2 separate regions of the Sus scrofa genome follow, and region 2 is linked to region 1. Evidence: chromatin contacts called from public Hi-C data. All regions are on one chromosome and are shown on one strand. The core of a region is the stretch at or near the end of the contact, and the rest is flanking DNA. Distances in the headings are between cores, read along the strand shown. Region 1 holds the start of PDLIM5 (PDZ and LIM domain protein 5). Region 2 overlaps PDLIM5 (PDZ and LIM domain protein 5).

Region 1 (6,403 bases), core at 1,673-4,172:
ACACACCTCCAGGAAAAGCAGGAGCAGTTACCAGACAGTGAATAAGGCTGACTAGACCTGGTAGGAATATGGGGTTAATCTTAATGCATGAAAGGGAATCAGAGCTTTAGAAAAGAAGCACCACTTCAGTGCTTTCTTTTTTCTGCTTTGCTAGAGGTGCACTCATAATGACTCTCGTGGTAGTAATTTTATATAATAAAAAACTAAAGAAAAAAAGCGTGACGAAGTTTGATATTGGTTGTTAGGATGGTCATGTGTGAGTGGGAGAACTGGAAGGAATGGAGATTTTCTAAAATGTAATACTAAGAAACCAAATATTTCCCTCTTTAAAAATATCAATAATGCACCAGATGTGTAATAATTTTAAAACATTTTTAAAAAGCTGTTTAAGACACACGTCCTTGGGAAATCTTTGCTGTTCAACTAAATTATCACCTGATATTACCCGTCTTAAAATATTATTCTACTTTTTAACCCATTCAAAATTACTATTCCATCACCCCAAACTAACAGTGGCAGATGGAGATACTTGAACTACTGGGTATATTAAAGGCAAGCAGATTCCATCTTCTCATATGGGGAAATGAGTCAAAACTTTCCAGTCTACCAGAGTTCCTGATGTGGCACAGTGGAAACGAGAATCTGACTAGTATCCATGAGAATGCAGGTTCAACCCCTGGCCCTGCTCAGTGGGTTGGGGATCCAGCATTGCTGTGACCTGTGGTGTAGGTTGCAGATGTGGCTCGAATCCCACGTTGCTGTGGCTGTGGTGTGGGCTGGCAGCTGCGGCTCTGATTTGACCCCTTGCCTGGGAACCTAAAAAACAAAACAAACAAACAAATGCTTTCAAGTCTAGCTCTTAAAAAAAAAAAAATCAGTGAAAATCCTCACTGCATCTACCCAGAAAGAAAACGGGCTTTTCCACTAGCATACTACCAGGCGGTAATATGTTACATCAGTACTGATGTAACAGGCACTAAAAAGATGAAAAGGCCAAACCAGAGGTCAGACTATTAGATGTATGTGAAAAATGAGCAGTAAGGCCGTCATAAGGGGCAACAAATAATGTAATTGCTTTCTTGCTGTAATAAAAGAGTTTCAGAGAACTTCTAGAGAAAGACTATTTTAATAATGGCTCACAACACAAATTAAAAGTGCATAAAGCCGACAGATATTTCACAGGCAGCCTGCCTCTCCTTCTTTTTTAATCTTTAACCTTCGTCAGGAGAAGAATGTGAAAGTCAGGCTCAACTTCCTCTGATCTCATTGTTCCCTACAAGAAAATGTATTTAATTCATATATTAACCCATGTACCTGCAACTTCCCCTTACTTGGAGTTTCCTTCCTGATTTCCCTCATTTGTTATTAAAATTTCTAGCGCTGGCCAGGTCACGGCCACACTACAGGAACCCGTGTCAGTTCATTCCTAGTCCATGTCATTTCCTTTCCAGTATTCTCCCTTTGCTAGCTCCACCTGCCTTAAAATATTCTGATCCCTTAAGCAACGGTAACATTATTGGCCTTTTCCAGGTGTCTCTCCTCTGGTTATTAATGCCCAAAGTCTGCCTAAAATACCAAGCAGGCAGGAAATAGCAAGCAGCCTCTCCGCTTTCAAACATGTAGAAAATGTTGGAACTTCTGTATGGTGCTGGATTTCCTTTAGGGAAAGTCCGAACGATGTCTTCACTCAAGTACTTGGGAAGGAAGCTTGGTATTTCCCACACTTCTATCTAAGCTTCTTTGGTGGGTGGGAAGAGGGAAAGGAAAACTCCTGATGAATTGCTGGGAGTGACAAGAAGAGTCTGCAATTAAAGCAGTATCTTGAGATTCTTTTTCCGCAGACTCAGAGACTGCGGAGATAGAGTGAAAGAACTAAAGCCACAGGCACTGGATGAAAGCAGGCGACGAGACAGTTTGCCAGCGGAGAGGTTCACGCCTAGCCCTGTTTGCCAAATAAGGTTCCCGAGCCGGCTGTTTCCGAGGCCAGGCGGGTTGCGATGTCCTCGTGGTCAGGAAGGCGGACTTGGGATAGGATCTGGCGATCACACCCTAGACCTGCCCTGCCCAGCGCAGCCACGAATTTTCTTTCCAAGCTCTGCCCTGTCCATACGCCCTTCCTTTTTCCACTTATTGTCAAACGAACCGAAGGCACAGCCTTTAAAAAGCCCCAACAAGTACGCAAGTACTAATAAATCCGGCGTTCACGGCAGATTTGTTTTTTTAAAAAAGCTTTTATTTCTGGACGCACGGAAGTTTCCCCCTAACAGGTTACACAATCCTAAATATGCGGGGGAAATACACGCTTCTCGGCGTGAGAGCAAATAAAAAAAAATGCACACGCCATTCCCGTTTAGCCCCGCTTCCCACCCACACCGCCCGGAGATTCGCACAGGACGATTGTGCCCCGGGACGCCTAGGTGGGTGCCCGGCGGCGCCCCGCAGCCGGATCGCAGGTCGGTGCGGGGGTGCCCGGGGAGCCCCTCCGCGCTCGCGCTCGCCACGCCGGGCGCCCGGGTCCCGCGTCCCTGCCTCCGCCGCGCTCGTGCCGGCCCTCCCGGGCTCCGGTGCCCGTCCTCTGGCCTGGCGCCCACTCCCGCGCCGCCTTTTCCAGGGCGCTTCTCCTCCCAAGCCGTTGGGCGTCCAGCAAACACCTGAGAAACCTCCCAGCGCTCAGCGCGCCTCTCCTCTCCCCTAGCTGAGCGTCCACCCAAGCGCTCGGCGCACGGCCACCCCTTCTTTCCCTCCTTCCTACCGGGGATCGCAGACGTACATCCCCGGCGGACGGCAACTCACCTCGGGGCCGCAGCGGCTCTGCCTCCGCCTCAGACGAGAGCTGACAAGTGACTCCGTTGCGTGCGCCTTCCCCGCCGCCCGCGGGAACTTCCGCCTCCTGGCTCCTCCCACCCGCCCCGCCCCCGCGCCAGGACACGCCCCCTCGGCTCCCGGCCACGCCCTCGGGCCGGGCAGGGCTGCGCCGCGCTGGGAGCAGGCTGCTTGCGGCGGCGCCCAGCTCGCGGGCTTGCTGGGGCGAGCTGAAGCCGTCGCGGAAAAACAATTGCACTACCTAGTTTCGGTGGGAGTAGTCTTAGGGGATTTTTGTCCGCCCCGCCTGAATGTTTTGTACTGGAAGCATTTCTCTCTCCAGAAACTGAATTGGCAAGCAGTTGCTTTGGCTAAAAATAGGAGAGGGCTTTTGATAAATCCCTATCAGTATGCAAGTTCCGCGGCTACTGCCTGGTTTTTTTGAGAGAGCTTTGTGTGCCCTAAGAAGTGAAGACCCTGAAGTTTACTGAGCAGGAAGGTGAAAATCAGTCACTTTAATATTAGAAGTTAGGTCCTCTGATCAAACCAGAAGATCGAGATACAGAGCAGCTGCCCAAAGTGGTTCAACCACTATAACCTCAACTTACTTTTCTAAGTCCAGCTCAGTGGTTCAGTTTCCAGTTTGTAGAAGATTGTTTGATTTAGCTCAAGGAATTTATTCACAAGTAAATTTGAATAGTGGCCATATGGAAAGTAACTTTTTGGCTTCTTCAAAACTGTGAATTGCCTTATAAAACGTGAAAAAGACAATTCTTAACCAAGTGACATGTAAAGCACGGATCACGAGGTCCATGAATACACTAGAAGGACAAACGAAATTCTAGAGAAGATGCAGTCCAAAACGGTAGCCGCTAGTGAACATTTGAAACATGGCTACTGTGACTGAGACCCTGAATTGTTTGTTTTACACAAGTTTGCTTTAAATTAAAAACTGAAGCAGGGTAACATGCTTATGTTAAACACAAATTATTTGGGTAGGACTACATTTGACTTAATCATTGAAAATTTAGTGCCCAAATTGAGCTGTAATGAAAGTGTAAAAATGCACACTGGATTTTGAAGACTTGGTATAAAAAAATACAATGTAAAATACATCAATAATTTTAAACTGATTGCATGTTGAAAGGATAAGAATTTTTTAGTGTTTGGTTAAACATATAATTAAAATTAGTTTTGCCTGTTTTTTGAATATGACACTAAGACGTTTTAAATTACCTATGTCGACAGGCATGATGTTTTCATTGGACGGTGCTAGTCCATAGTTTTCATCACATTCTCCAGAAGACTGTTGGAAGGAAGGTTAAATATGTGTTAAAATATGTTGTCATATTTGACTTTTCACTCCCCAAATAAATAAATAATTAAATAAATAATAACAATAGCTTCCATTTATAAATGGACAATGTGCTACACAGTGTAGGGATCCTTACGGTAACTTTGGGAGACAAATCTCATCCCATCCATAGTCAACAAAATTGAGGTTGCAAGAGATTACAGCTTGTGACAGTTGCATAGGGCAATGGCCAGAATTACCCTCTAAGAGTCCCATGTCTGCTTCTCCTCTCTTTGCTGCTGACACGATTTCATTTGAGCCTGAATCAACTCAGATTGATTAAAGATATCAAGAAGTGGAATTCTCCAGTGGCTCAACAGCTTAAGGATCCTGGGGTTGTCAGTGTTGTGGTACAGGTTCTGTCCCTGGCCCCAGAATTTTCACATACCACAGGCGTGGCCCAATAAATAAATAATACATCAGAAACTGCAGGCAGTGTATGGAGGTCTCACTGGAGGTTGGGCATCTTCAGGTAACGAAGAAGAGTTGAGAATGAGAGGAGTGTTGCTTACCGATACAAATGCAGATACAAATGCAGCGTTGGCCTACAGATGTCAGCCTGCCTCTGAATCTGCCTTCTCCTCACACAGTTTAAAGTCTGGGGTGTAGGGAAAATGAATTAAATTCAAGGATCCGCAGATTGATATTTATCCAAGTGTCCTCCAAAGAACCAACAGCACCACAATGGCGTAGGCAGCTTGTTAAAACTGCAATATCCTGGGCCCCACCTAGACTGGCATCCTTTCAGGGGGCCTCCAAGAGCCCACCTTTTAAACAAGTAGCCCCTTCATGTAATCATTCAAGCATAATGCTTAAAAGTCATTTCAGGAGTTCCTGGGGAGTTCCGGTCATGGCTCGGCGGAAACGAATCTGACTAGCACCCATGAGGAAGCAGGTTTGATTCCTGGCCTCTCTTAATAGGTTGAGGATCCTGCATGGCTGTGAACTGTAGTGTAGGTTGTAGATGAGGCTTGCATCTGGTATGGCCGTGGCTGTGGTGTAGGCTGCAGCTCTGATTTGACCCCTAGCCTGTGAACCTCCATATGATGCGGGTGGGGCCCTAAAAAGCAAAAAATAAAATAAAATAATAAAAAAAATTTTTAAAAAGTCACTTTAGGAGTTCCTGTTGTGGCTCAGTGGGTTAAGAATCTGACACAGTATCCATGAGGATACGAGTTCAATCCCTGGCCTTGCTCAGTGGGTTAAGGATCTGGCATTGCTGCAAGCTGTAGCATAGATCACAGATGCAGCTCATATCCCTCGAGGCTGTGGCTGTGGCATAAGCCAGCAGCTGCAGCTCCAATTCAGTTGCTAGCCTGGGAACTTCCACAAGCAGCAGGTGCAGCCTGAAAAAAAAAAAGCCACTTTCCTAGGTGTTCCTGCTATGATACAGCAGGTTAAGGATCTGGCAGATCTGGTGTTGCAGTAACTGTGGCACAGGTTGAAGCTGCAGGTCAGATTCAATCCCTGGCCTGGGAACTTCCATATGCCATGTGCACAGCCATGAAAATAATAGTAATAATTTTTAAAAGCCACTTCCCCAGGAATATTTCCATATTCTCCAATTTACTGTGTGTGCGCTGTTCTCTGATGAGAACATGCATCGCAGTAGCCAGAGCTTATCTCAGTTTCTTAAAGAAAATGATAAATAAACTTTTGAGGTTATCACCAGGAGTAGGACACACACACACACATACATGTATAAAGCACTGCACAGCATGCTTAGCCCTAAGTAGATGTTAAATAAATAGTAGCCATATGAAACTTTCCTAATTAATTTATTTATGTATCACAAAAAACAAATAGAGAACTTTATTATGCATGTATTATATTCTTTTTTCAAATTTTATTTTTTATTTTTTTAAATTACTCAGTGAGTTTGATTACATTTATAGTGGTACAATGATCACCAGAACCCAATTTTGTAGCATTTCCATCCCAAACCTTCAGCGCATCCCCCCCAACCCCCCAATATGCTCTTGACTTATGTGTATTATCTTATTTAATTCTTACAACCATATAAAGTAGGTATTTTTTCAAAGGAAAAACAGAAACTTAGAGATTAAGGCATTTAACCAAGGGCACACCACTAATTAGGGACAGAAGTAGAGCAGAGGGTCTAAACCCCAAAACTGTGTGCTTCTCATCTCAGTAAATTCAATAAGCCATCCAACTTGAGGACCAGAGAAAAGAGATGGAAAGTTATAGCAACTAATGCTTAGAGGTGCAATTAAATTATTTTTTAAT
Region 2 (6,403 bases), core at 2,374-4,873, 48 kb before region 1:
GATGAACCAAGAGGGTACTATGCTATGTGAAATAAGCCAAACAGAGAAAGACAAATACCATATGTTTTTACTTCTATGTGGAATCTAAAAAATAAAACAAATGAACAAATATAACAAAACAGAAACAGACCCATAAATCCAGAGAACAAATTAGTCATTGCCAGAGAGGCAGGGAATGGAAGGATGGGCAAAATAGCTGATGGGGACTAAGAGGTACAAAATACCAGTTATAAAATAAATAAGTCACGGGGACGTAATGAACAGCACAGGGAATACGTCAGTAACACTGTAATAACGCTATATAGCATGCAAAGCATAAAAATATCAAGCCACTATGCTGTACACCTGACACTACTATAAGTCAACTATACTTCAATTTAAACAAGAGTTAGTAACACAAGCTCTGTTTCTTGGAGATGATTCAATATTTGTTTCCAGTAACTTTTTATAAACTTAGAAGGTATGTATACCAATTCATAAATGTTAAAAAAAAAAAAACAGGGTAAAGAGAGTAGTATCCTGGGTTGTGGGAAAAAAAGACTTAAAAATTCCTTATAAAGATACAGAAAATGCAGAAGAATAAATCTATAACTCAGTGTTTAGATTCAAGAATAAAAAATTCAAAGAAATTCATAGTTAATAGCATTTGGAAGGCTTGACAAGCAGCTCACAAAAATCAGGGAGATTTTAAAAGGCTATGTTATCCCTTTAGTCAATAGTGACAGCCTGTTGGGTTTTTTTTTTTTTTATGAAGTAGTAATACAGTCTTAGATTGCATAACAAAAAAAAAGTACTATCCATTTCAGGAAAAGTGTTAGTCCTATTGTATTCTATATGTTCAGACCATATAAGAAATACTAAGTGTAATTTAGGACCAGAGAAATAACCATAGTCGGAAGACTAAAAGATCCAGAAGTTGTATCATACCGGGAATTCTTATGAAAATAGATGGTGCTGTAAAGACAGAGTATATAATACAATAGTGGACTAGAATTACTGTGGTTTACAAAGCAGTGATTCCCACACTTGGCTGATCAAACTCTCTCAGGGCACTTTTTAAAAGGATAGGTTATGGATGGAGTTCCCACTGTGGCTCAGCAGTAATGAACCCAACTAATAACCATGAGGACACTGGTTTAGCCCCATTCAGTGGGTTAAGGATCTGGCCTTGCCATGAGCTGCAATGCAGGTTGCAGGCATGGCTCGGATCTGGCTGTGGTGTGGCTATGGTGTAGGCTGGCAGCTTCAGCTTCGATTCGACCCCTAGCCTGGGCACTTTCATATGCCACAGGTACAGCCCTTAAAAAAAAAAAAAAAAAAAAAAAAAGATAGGTATTGAGACGCATTCTGACTCAGAAAATCTGAGCGACAATCCAGGAATCTAATAATCCTCTAGGAAAGAACAAGGGTCTATGGGTACAAGTTCCAGAAAGAAAGATTTCAATTCTCAGCACAGTAAGGGCTTGAAAACATTCAGAACATTCCAGAAATGAAATGATTTCCTTGCAAAGTAATGAGATTCCTATTCCTGGGTATATTCAAGCAGAAGGCAGACAGCCACATGCTACGGGTACTGTACAGGAGACACATGACTCTGAAAAGGAGAGACAGCGTGAGTGCACGATAACTCATCGGTGAGGAAACAGCCAGAATGCAAGAGACCAGGACTCAGTTTTAGTCACACATGGTAAATGGTCTTCCTCCATGACAGTAATACGGCCGTGAAGCTCTGATTTTCATTAGACATCCGTTACTTCAGTTAGATTGCAAACATTTTTTGTTCTACTGTAACAAATGCTAGAAAATGAAATATGAGTTTCGTTCTAGCTAGAGTTCAGAGAAACTAAAGGTACATTATTAAAATAAATAATAAGCATAGCTTCAAAATTATTGCAAAATAACTTTCTGTGAAACTGTGATGACACTGGTAAATGGAAGAAAGAAGAGAGTAGGTCTCCAGGCCAGAAAAAATTGATTATTCAGGGTATTACGAATTACCTCTACACAGGAGAGTTATATTGTTCCATAAAGATGTAACAGTAATCACTCCAAATGGCAATAAAGGAGCTCAGAGAAACAAGCAGATCAGGGTGAGAACCTAAAAGGGGTAGAACTCCAAAGTGGTCCAGAGACAGGGGTTCGAATGACCTTTCCTGAGGATCCGATAGATTGAAAAGTGAGTCTCGGATATCGAAGCTAGCACAGGTCATCAGACGCTTGGGCCTTTTAAAACAGGACTATCATCAGAGATTGGGTGGTTTAATTGGTAAGAAAAGAATTCTTTCTGGTAACCAAGTGACAGACACAAACATCTAGGAGGAGAAACTTAGCAGATCTCTGAAATAAATTCATGTATGACCAGTACAATATTACTGCTATTTTGGTCCCAATGCGAAGTTGCACCATCAAAAATATCTTTCTTCAGGTTCCCACTGTGGTGCAGCCAAAGCAAATGCAACTAGTATCCATGAGGACACAGGTTTGATCCTGACCTTGCTCAGTGGGTCAGGGAACTGGCGTTGCCATGAGCTATGGCGTAGGTCTCAGATGCAGCTCAGATCTGGCGTGGCTGTGGCTGTGGTGTAGGCTAGCAGCTACAGCTCTGATTCAGCCCCTAGCCTGGGAACCTCCATATGCTGCAGGGCAGCCCTAAAAAGACCAAAAAAAAATCTTCCTTCTACATGATGAAAGGTTATTATAATATATTATTTTGGGAGAGGTCAGTGAAAAATACCCATCTTGTTCAATTAAAAATTCTACTGGCTAAAGAGAGGTTAAGGAATGCTCTTGTAGTAATAATTTAAATACTGAATTAACATCCGAAAAAGTTGTTTTCAAAACTAAGTACACCAATGAGTTCCCTGGTGGCTCAGTGGGTTAAGGATCTAGCATTGTCACTGCAGTGCCTTGGGCTGCTGCTGCGGCATGGGTTCAACTCTGGCCTGAGAACTTCCACATGCCACAGGCATGGCCAAAAAAACCTCAAAAATACAAAAAACCTAAATACACCTATCACTGACTTTATCTGCCCTGGTTTGTTCACTTGTTTAAGAAAATAACTGGCAGGGAAAGGGAGGTAGTTTGGATGATATAAGGTGTCTTGCCACTCTAACAATTTATCTTTCGATGCCTGTTTATGACTCCTAGTTTCACAGGGGTAGGAAAAATAATTTTAGAATATCCAACATCTAGGAGTTCCCGTCATGGCACAGAGGAAACGAATCCGACGAGGAACCATGAGGTTGCCAGTTCCATCCCTGGCCTTGCTCACTGTGTTGCTGTGGCTGTGGCGTAGGTCAGAAGCTGTAGCTCCAATTCAACCCCTAGCCTGGGAACCTCCATATGCCACAGGTACGGGCCTAAAAAGCAAAAAAAAAAAAAAAAAAAAAAGAAAGAAAGAAAAAAAGAAATATCCAACATCTAATATCTCCAGTCTTGAAAACAAAAAGAGAGTATCACAAATGTCTGTTGTTGATTTTAAAAAATCAACAAAATTGCAAAGTAGGAAGGAAGGAACTTGACTATGTGCCCATCCTACAAAATATTTGGCATACCTACATTGGCACTACACCCACACAGAGATCTATTTCAACATGCTGCCTGGAACAGGTTTGATGCTAATAATAAAGAAGAGAAGGAGGGAAGGGGAAGCGACATTGGAGAGTTAGATGTTTTACAGGTAGTCATTCATTTAACCTCACAAAGAGGCTGTAAAGTACTAGCATTCTTAGTCTATAAGTGAGGAAATGAAGAGAGAATTTATGTTATCACTTTAAGGTCACAGAGCTAGGAGGTCACGGTGCTGGGGCTGGAACTCAGGCCTTGTGATTGCAAAGTCCAGCTTGTGATCCTGGCTGGGCTGCCCTTCCACCTGGCACATCATCTGCCACTCATTCTCCCTCCTGAGATAACATGCTGCACGCTCCAGCCAAAGGCACATGTTTTACTCTCGCTCAGCTGAATTCCTAAATCCCATCGGGCTGTCGCTCCTACCTAGACAGACCAGGCTAGCTCTAAATTGCTACCCTAACTCTCAGGTATCCAAACACAGGTATCCATACATCACACAAGTTTAAGAAAAATTCTTCAGTCAAAATTTCTAACCATACAGACCAAAAAGAAAGAGAGAGGAAGCAGAAGGAGAAGGAGGCAGGAGGGAAAAGGAAGAGAAACAGAAAAGAGGAAGTGAAGGAAGAGAGAGAAGTGGCCAGAAGGCGAGGGACCTCCCCCCTCACCGTCGCCTCTCCCAAAAATTTCCTTTCTTCACTTTAAAATCCCTGCAGTTCTCCTACTGAGTGACCCTTACTCCAAAACCCAACACATAGGCTCATCTGAGGAGGAGGGAAGTTGGCCTGCCCAGTGTCCGCCTTCCAAGGGGGGCTGTTACCCTATTTCCTCCTGCCACTTTCATCTTGGAGGGAGGATCTTCCCAGGGACCCCACCCCACGCCCCCATGAATGATGACTGGAGCGTCTCCTTGAGGAGGCTGGTGAGGGAGGGATAAGAATTGATCAATAAAACATGACTGATCAATGAACTAACACAGAGCAGAGAGCATGGCTCCTCAAAGCATCTGTGAACAGCCAGTTTTTCAAAATCTCCAATCTGTTTAATAAAAACACAACAAAAAACCAAATTATCTGAAAATTTAAATGTAACTGTATTAATATCAAAGACCAATTTCCGTGCCTTTAAACATCATGATATTTGAGAGAGTTAAAAAAGATTTTTTAGAAATTCAGAAAAACAATTTTTTTCTAAGTGTCAACAGGAATTACCAGAAGGGATTAGACAACGTGATTATGGGCAATTTTACAATTTTTCTTCTTTATACTTCATATTTTAAAAATTAGTGGAAGTAAATCAAGTTAAAAAACAAAACAAAACAAACATCATCTCAGTTGCTACAGCTTATTTCATGACACATGAAAGCTTGAGTAGCCCGAATGTCATTTCTGCCTTTTTATCTTTTATACTTTTTCGGTGTTCTTCCGCCATCATTTCCCCAGTGTAAAAAGAAAAATGTATGCATAACTTACGTAAAATTTCCTGGGGCTGGATATTATGGGTATCGACTCCCTAGTTTGGAAGATCTATTAAAATGTTAACTGTGTTCACACATGTCTCTTCGGCTAAAAATTAATGAAAGAATTCACAGACGTTAATAAAATTTGCAACTTTTCAAACACCCTTAAATGGTTTTAGATGCTTTGAAAGGAGCTGCTTTTGCTGATAGGCAGAATAACTTATTCAGAAAAAAAAAATCGTGGCGTTCCCATTGTGGCGCAGTGGTTGACGAATCCGACTAAGAACCATGAGGTTGCGGGTTCCATCCCTGGCCTTGCTCAGTGGGTTAAGGGTATGGCATTGCCGTGAGCTGTGGTGTGGGTTGCAGACGTGACTGTGACCCCGTGTTGCTGTGGCTCTGGTGTAGACCAGTGGCTACAGCTCCGATTAGACCCCTAGCCTGGGAACCTCCATATGCCATGGGAGTGGCTTGAAAAAAGGCAAAAAGACCAAAAAAAAAAAAAAAAATCATATCACATTTAGATTCTCTATGTACAAAGTTTTTATATTAAGAGTCTACCCTCATAGAAAATATATACAGTTCTTAAAACACAGGAGGAACTCCCTGGGGCCTTAGCAGTTAAAGATCCTGTGTTGTCACTGCTTTGGCTCAGTCACTGCTGTGGCTCGGGTTCGATCCCTGGCCCAGGAATTCCCACACACTGCAGGCACCACCAAAAAATATAGATATAGATATAGATATGGATATAGATGATACAAAAAGTTGGTCAACACTAAGATTATTTGCCACCTATCAGAGAGCTAAGCTGTAACTGTGTGTTGCCAGGATGTGGGGAAATAGACACCTTCATACATTACTGCACTAAACAGTAGGTTCCTGTTACTTACTGATTTTGTAGGTAATAGTGCTGTGTCTCAGGGAATAGGGAGGCCTGAGGACAGGGAGAGAGAAGTGGGTGCAGGGCTGGTGGATGCAGCTGATGGAACACATAACAACATCTATGGGTTAAGTTCGCTGTTCTACACGGATATGGTTTGTCATATCCCCAGACAATTAGAAGAGTGACGTCAAAGAGGATCACAGATCACCATAACAAATATAATAATAAAGTTTGAAATATTGTGACATAAAGACACAAAGTGAGCAAATGCTCTGGGGAAAACGGCAACAACAGATTTTGCTGGACCCAAGGTTGCCACGAAACTTCAATTTAGAAAAAAATGCAGAGCAGAGGGAAGTTACACAGAGGTTATTTACTAGGTATGTCTGTTATAGTTTTTTATTTGAACCCTACAAATATATTAGAGATTCAATAAACATATAAATAAATAAATGAAAGCTTAATTTTACTCTCAACAATGGGGAGAGAAGATA

The links. A called contact is a pair of places that touch in the nucleus more often than the background predicts.
Region 2: a Hi-C map of liver shows a contact between it and region 1, with 4 times the contacts expected there. The contact joins the enhancer-like site here to the promoter of PDLIM5 in region 1. A contact is called at or near these places in 1 of 5 promoter capture datasets (liver), 10 of 47 Hi-C or Micro-C datasets (embryonic fibroblasts, fetal heart ventricle, heart right ventricle and 2 more) and 2 of 2 datasets of contacts at active chromatin or transcription factors (alveolar macrophages and skeletal muscle).

Annotation. Positions count from the first base shown.
Region 1 is chr8:125,257,047-125,263,449 of Sscrofa11.1, forward strand. It overlaps PDLIM5 (PDZ and LIM domain protein 5), which reads right to left and starts at 2,923. Exons shown (of 18, transcript XM_021101756.1): 1 at 2,794-2,923.
Region 2 is chr8:125,208,383-125,214,785 of Sscrofa11.1, forward strand. The region is part of intron 2 of PDLIM5 (PDZ and LIM domain protein 5); the gene reads right to left. Among named protein-coding and RNA genes, the nearest start is that of PDLIM5, 48 kb to the right of the region's middle. Within about 2 kb of position 3,624, at least 9 of the 83 cell types and tissues checked have an H3K27ac peak or open chromatin away from gene starts, as enhancers often do. A contact at or near this core is called in liver and skeletal muscle, where this site is marked.